Regions from separate parts of the Anas platyrhynchos genome. Here region 2 is linked to region 1. Evidence: chromatin contacts called from public Hi-C data. All regions are on one chromosome and are shown on one strand. Each heading gives the region's core, a stretch centred on a gene start, on an enhancer-like site or on the middle of the called end of the contact. The rest is flanking DNA. Distances are from core to core; before and after follow the strand shown. Region 1 holds the start of SLCO2A1 (solute carrier organic anion transporter family member 2A1). Region 2 overlaps RYK (receptor like tyrosine kinase).

Region 1 (3,012 bases), core at 263-2,762:
ACACATCACCCATCCAACGTCGGCGAGGTTACTTTGATAGAGCCTCAACCATCCTTTAATATCCTGCATGGTGCCAGCAAGGGGCTGCATTAAAATGAGATTTATTCCTCTCTATTTAGAAAAAACAAAAAACAAAAATATATATATATATATAACAACGCACCTCCTGCTTGCGGGGTCACCCTGCCCGTGACACCCTGGTGCCACCCACCACTGAGGGGTCCTGCATGCAGCCCCTGACCAAGCATCCCTGGAGAAACAAATTTACGTTTGGTGGTGGCAGGTTGTGTTTGTTTGCTTGTTTTTTAATCCTTGTAATTTTACAGCCTTAAACAAAGCACTGAGTTTAGCAACGCTTTTACCGCTTCACCCCACCTGAGCCACGGGCATTAGCAGCACAGCCTGAAGGAGGCTGGGGCCACCTTTTTTCACCAGTCCCCTCTGCACCCTCCATACATGCAGCTCTCCATTATCCTGTTTATTACCTGCGGTGATCTCGAGCTCTTCCTCCTGCAGCTCACAGCCAGAACGGGCCATCAAGTCACCCGCTGAGACAGCAGCAGGGACCTTTGGGGATGTGGGACTGGATGGACTGGCTGCCAACGCACTCCTGGCGTGATCGCCCACAAACCCAAAGCATTGTCACTTGGCGATAAATAAAAAACAAACCCATCCTGGGCTATGACGCTTTGCACCCCAGCTTCCCAAAGCTGCACTTAGCTGGGAAGCGCGGACAAAGTCTTCCTCACAGCACTGCTGGCATGCTGCAAACCTCCACCCGTGTTTGATAACACCAGTGGGAAGCACACCCAGGCAAGGGGTCCCCCTCTGCCACAGCTGTTCTCCTGCTGTGCACCCCAAAATTGTTCCTGGCTGCCTCAAACACTGCAAGGCAAAGCAGGGAAGTCCCCCTCCCCGCTGGGGATGTGCCAGCCGGCCCTGCCGTTCACAAAACCACTCTTCTCCCCGCCAAAGCTTTTCAAGCGAATCGGCGTTATTATAGGGCAGTGTTTTCCTTTCGCACCAGGATGTGGTTAATCATTCCCTAAGCGGCGGCACACCATGTCCTGGATGCGACAGGCGAGCCCCACAGCCCACGGCATGCCAAGCCCCTGGTCCTCTGTGGCATTATTCGGGACCAAGGACGTGAGATTCATTATCTGCACCTTTGCAATCAGCCTCTGCTTTACCAGCAGCTTGCACCAGGGCTGCTCTCGGGGCCAGCCTCCTCCTCCCGCATCGCCGCTGGAGCACCGCTCCTTACCTTGATGTTGCAGAAGATACCGCGGGAGCAGGTGCTGGAGCTTTTGGGGACGTTGACCGGGGACTTGCTGGCTTCAGGGTGGACTCCCATGGTGTGCTGGCCTCCCTGGGCTCCCCGAGGAGCTGGACTCTGTGTGCAGGCTCCCGAGACGGTGAGCGCTCGCCAGCGCCGTCCCGCTGTGTCCCGTCCCGCTCCGAAAACCCTGCGAGCCCGCGAGTGAGCCAGGCAGCGTGAGCGCAAAGTTTTTATAAGTCTGCTCTCGGGAGTGATGATGAAACCCTTTCTCCTCCCTCTTTTCCTTTGGGTGTAGAGGGAACTTTAAAGCTGCAGGAAGCCAACGTGAGCGTGCAGCAAGCTGCTGGGCGCCCACCGGATCTGGGCTTTTTGAGGATGAGGACTGTGGTGAGAAATCCCTCCCTTTGGCAAGGAGTCACAGAGGAAAAAACAAACAACACACACATACACACAAAAGCCTCCAAACTCCTCCTGCTTCTCTCTCGTGGAAAAAACTGCATTTGTGTGGTTCCTGGGTGCTGTTTTAAGTAATACCTCTCTGGGGCTTTGTTTATGCAAAGCACTGATTTATTACCATGAGGGAGAAAAAGTGTCAGAGGGAGAAGGGCTGGGGGAAGCCAACTTCTAGCACTCTGTCAAAATTATCTTCTTTCCTCATATGAAGCGGGGAGGTGGGAGAGAGAGCTGGAGGACCCCCTGGGAAATGGGGTGGCCTGAGCCTGGAGAACCCAAACCTCACCTCCCTGAATAGTTTCTCTGCTGTGGGAGTACTGGTGGGTCCCGGGGAGGAGGTCCCCACCGAGCACGGGGTCCCACTTGCACCCCAAGGTTCTGCTTGGGGGGGGGGGGTGGCTAGAGTAGAGCAGTGCCAGGGTGGGGGGTAGCACTTCCTCTACGATGTGGATTCCCCAAAACCCACGGGATCTTTGGCAAAGGAGGGCAGAGATGCCGAGGAGCTGGGTGAAGGGGCCCTGCTGGCACCCGGTGCCACCAACGGGTGGCTGCTCACCACGAGAGGGTGCCTTGCGCCCATGGGAGAGGGACCCGCGTGCTCCCCTCTGCTCTTGGGGCACAGAACCAGTCCCACCAGCCCTGGGGCTTCAGAGCGGTGCAAAAACCCACATGGCCAAGGGAAAATGAGCTGCTTTTGGGTGTCTGCTTCCTGATGGCTGGAGAGCACCATGTACAGGGACAAGCAGACAGTCCCTACCTGCAGCTGGCAAAACAAGCATCCTTTTTTCCAATCTTTTTTTCTCCACTTTTGCTATTCCGATCCCCAGATTTGCTGGGTTTAGGGTCAAGATGCAATGCCAAGCCCTGCTACCCACCTCTCAGCCCTAAGAGTTGTGATGGCACTGAAATGTTGACCTTGCTGATAGGAAAGCTCAGCTCAAGAATGCAGCCAGCTCCTCCGCTCACCCCCCTTGAGCCCTATATGCTGCTGATCCCATTTTTCAGGGAACTCCGAACCTGCTGGTGAGCAGCTCCGTCGTTTCCGTTTATTCTGCAGGACTGTGACGCTCGCTTTGTTATAACAACCACCTCCAGCAGCAGCTGCTGCCACTTTTCCCTGTAAAATCGCCTCTGCACAGCGAAGCAGTATGTGGGGCTAGCATCCCCATGTCGTGACCCCCACCAGAGGCAGCAAAACGCCCACTCCACACACTGCCTTGGTCCATTCCCACAGAAATAAGCTTCCAGTGAGCTTTTTCCCAAGCAATGAGCATTGCCCA
Region 2 (3,012 bases), core at 242-2,741, 65 kb after region 1:
CCTTACCCCAACACTGGGGCAAGAATACAACCAGAAATACCAGTGCCCTCTTCTGGACACAAGAGGCCTGACTTTTTTAATGATCAAGACCATGAATTATTACAGAAAAAGCCTGAAAGTCATTTTGACAATAAGTTTTAAATTTAAATGTCATTGAATGCAAGGTTAAAACGACTGTGGAAGGTCTAACAGTGATCCTCCTGTTCATTTTCTGCATCCAACCTTTTTTCTTATATTCATTTTCACCATTTTCTATGTTTCTGGGGGTGCTTCCCTGGCCCTAAAAGACAAGGCATTCTGAAGCAGCGTGGTCTGAACACACTAAACAAACAGGTGCCATTACAGCTGTTTCCACACTTATCTGAGTGAGGAGAGTTTAATCATCAATAAGGACCTGGTTTGTAGGCTACCTTGCTTTCTAGTCTTCTTCCGTTTTGCATGAGGCTCACTGATGAGTTTCCAAGAATCATTTTAACTAAACAGTGCCACTTAGAGGGCCAACCTGAAAACCTGAAGTTGATAGCACATCAACAGCATGGTTTCTTCCAAACCACGTGGAAAGGAAATTTTTAATAGATGCATTTCTCTTAATGCTTCTACCATATAAAGTTTCCAGGCAGCTTTCTACAAATAGAAGATGAACTCAGATTACAAAAATCTCTCTTTTGTTTCAGGAAGTAATTCATTCAATTTAGAAGAAAGCCAAGACTTTCCCAAAGCTGCAGGAGTTCAGTCCTAGGTAAACACCTGCTTCCACACCTGGGCAGGAAACAGGAAGACACTAGTGCTGAACAGTAATTGTGATACTCATGCACTGCTCCCTTGTGATTTCGGATGGTTAGTATCACTACTAAGTGCAGTCAGAAGAAAAATGGGAGAGATTTTGGGGTCTTATTAGTTGCTTAAAAAAAAAAAAAAAAATCAAGCCATTAATCATTGTTTTTAACCTAGCTCCAAAGGATAAACATTAGAATGTATAAAGGATAGACATTGACATTTCTACTTATCAGATTGCTGAAAAAAAAGACTCTTTAGGTTATTAATACAAAACTCTTAAGCATTAGAGGATAGAGAATCATTGGTGGCAGCAGATGACAACAGAAGCCACTTCCTGAAAAGATCTCAAGGGCCACAGTACCATTTCAGCTTGGCAATTTCTACTCTACTGAGAAAAAAAAAAAAAAGCCAACTGAGATTAACAGAGACTGTTCACTCCTCCTGCTGGGCCCCCCATTTTTCCCCTCACATTTTACCATAAACCCTTACCTCACTTCAGATCTTTTAAAGTAGGCTCTAGCAGAAATTTGAGCCAATTTATCCAGGGCTACTTTCAGATCTTTTAAAGCAGGCCCTCCAGCAGTGCTTTGAGCCAGCCAATTTGGTCTGGACTAAGTCCTGCAGTCCTGCTCTCTTTCAGTGTTCAGTCACACAGACCCATACCCCTCCAAGCACCAACACCAGCGCTCATACAGCTAGGCTACGCGCCAGCTCAAAGACCCAAGTCAACAAAAAGCCAGTCACTCGGCAGAAGCGGTCAGAAGAGATCAGTGTGTACGCACAAGGGTCAAGGCAAATGCTCATGGTCAGTCCAGCCTTAGATGAGACTGACCTGCATACCCAGGGCTGCATCAGTTCCTCCTTACTTATCTCAGGAAGATCCTTTCACTAGAACTATGCTATACGGGGTACCTCTCCCCTAGAGATGACAGACAATAACTGCAGAAGTAAAGACTCGACAAATAACAAATATTGTTAGGAATTTGAGTTAGCACAGAACACAGCTAATATCAGTTCATCACAGAGCATATAAATCACTGCTGCTTCACCCTTCTTTTTAATTCACTGCTCGCTCTCTATTTCTCTATGGAAATATTTCCCCCTCCCCCCGTATTCTTTCAAGCAAAGCTGTTAAAAAGGAAGCATAAATATATAACCCTTATCAAGTTTTTCTGCCCCGTTCTTTTCCTTTGCATGTTGCAGCAACAGGGCAAAAATAATAAAATAACCATCAGGAGTCAATGACATCGCTTGCTTCGGTCTCCAGTCAGTAACAAATGGTCAGGCTAAGGCTATTTGGATCCTTCCTTACTGTTATCTCTGCCAGGTCTATCCCACCTTCTGCTTGATGCTGCAGAAGTCAGCTTCTTTCCAGCACTAAGAAAGCAGATGCTTCAGACACTGGGGCAGCCTTTCTCACTGACAGATCTATGTGCAGGGAGAATATCCCGTTGACCCAAAGGCAGTATAACACTCATGTGATGAATCCTGTGTCCCAGATCTTATGGAGTCCTCAATCTTGACTATGACGTGGCTAAATAAAACCACATGAACCACACACCATGAACTCAAAAGAGACAAACTAATAGAGACAGGAGTTTTTCCTGCTCTTCTGTTTCTGTATTTCTGAATACAGACTCAGTGTGACCCTACCATTAATACTCCAGCTGGGTCCAAGACAGTCTGTTGCAAGGCTCTGTAATTAGATTAACACTTACTGGTTACTGGCGTTGCATTGTTTGGTGTATCGGCTCTCAAGTACTGCGTTGTCTGCGTGGAAGGTTGGGATAAACCTTGGGAGCTACTGCTGTCACTAATGCTGTTTTAAAAACAAAAATAGACATGAACACAACTGCTTGATACTGTAATAAATACAAAGTTATCAGATTAAGCACAAGATTTTTCAGACTGGACTTTGGACAAATGGCTTTTTTAAAGTTTCTCACTAGCCTACTTTGTCATTCCTCACTCATCACCCTTCCTTCCTCTTCCTAAAAGTCCAACAATGAGATTTTTGGGGGATAGGACCACAGCTGCACACAGTATGCAATAAACACACAAATTTCACAAAAATGTAGTGAAATGTTTCTTGCCTTATCCACAAGATAAAATACTACCAAAAAAAAAGCTATTTAAAAAGTTATTGTAGCTGCAATGGACTAATAACAGGTGAGAAACCCTGCAGGCAAAGACAGTACCCGTTATTAGCTCAGTTGATGAGGCTGGAACAAACTT

What was found. Hi-C and Micro-C count contacts between places; a contact is called where the count stands out from the background.
Region 2: a Hi-C map of skeletal muscle shows a contact between it and region 1, with 3 times the contacts expected there. The contact joins the enhancer-like site here to the promoter of SLCO2A1 in region 1. A contact is called at or near these places in 2 of 8 Hi-C or Micro-C datasets (liver and skeletal muscle).

Annotation. Positions count from the first base shown.
Region 1 is chr9:15,192,365-15,195,376 of IASCAAS_PekinDuck_T2T, forward strand. It overlaps SLCO2A1 (solute carrier organic anion transporter family member 2A1), which reads right to left and starts at 1,513. Exons shown (of 14, transcript XM_038183481.2): 1 at 1,265-1,513. The coding sequence starts at 1,354.
Region 2 is chr9:15,257,085-15,260,096 of IASCAAS_PekinDuck_T2T, forward strand. RYK (receptor like tyrosine kinase) reads right to left here. Exons shown (of 15, transcript XM_072042303.1): 7 at 2,496-2,596. Among named protein-coding and RNA genes, the nearest start is that of RYK, 28 kb to the right of the region's middle. Within about 2 kb of position 1,492, at least 1 of the 8 cell types and tissues checked has an H3K27ac peak or open chromatin away from gene starts, as enhancers often do.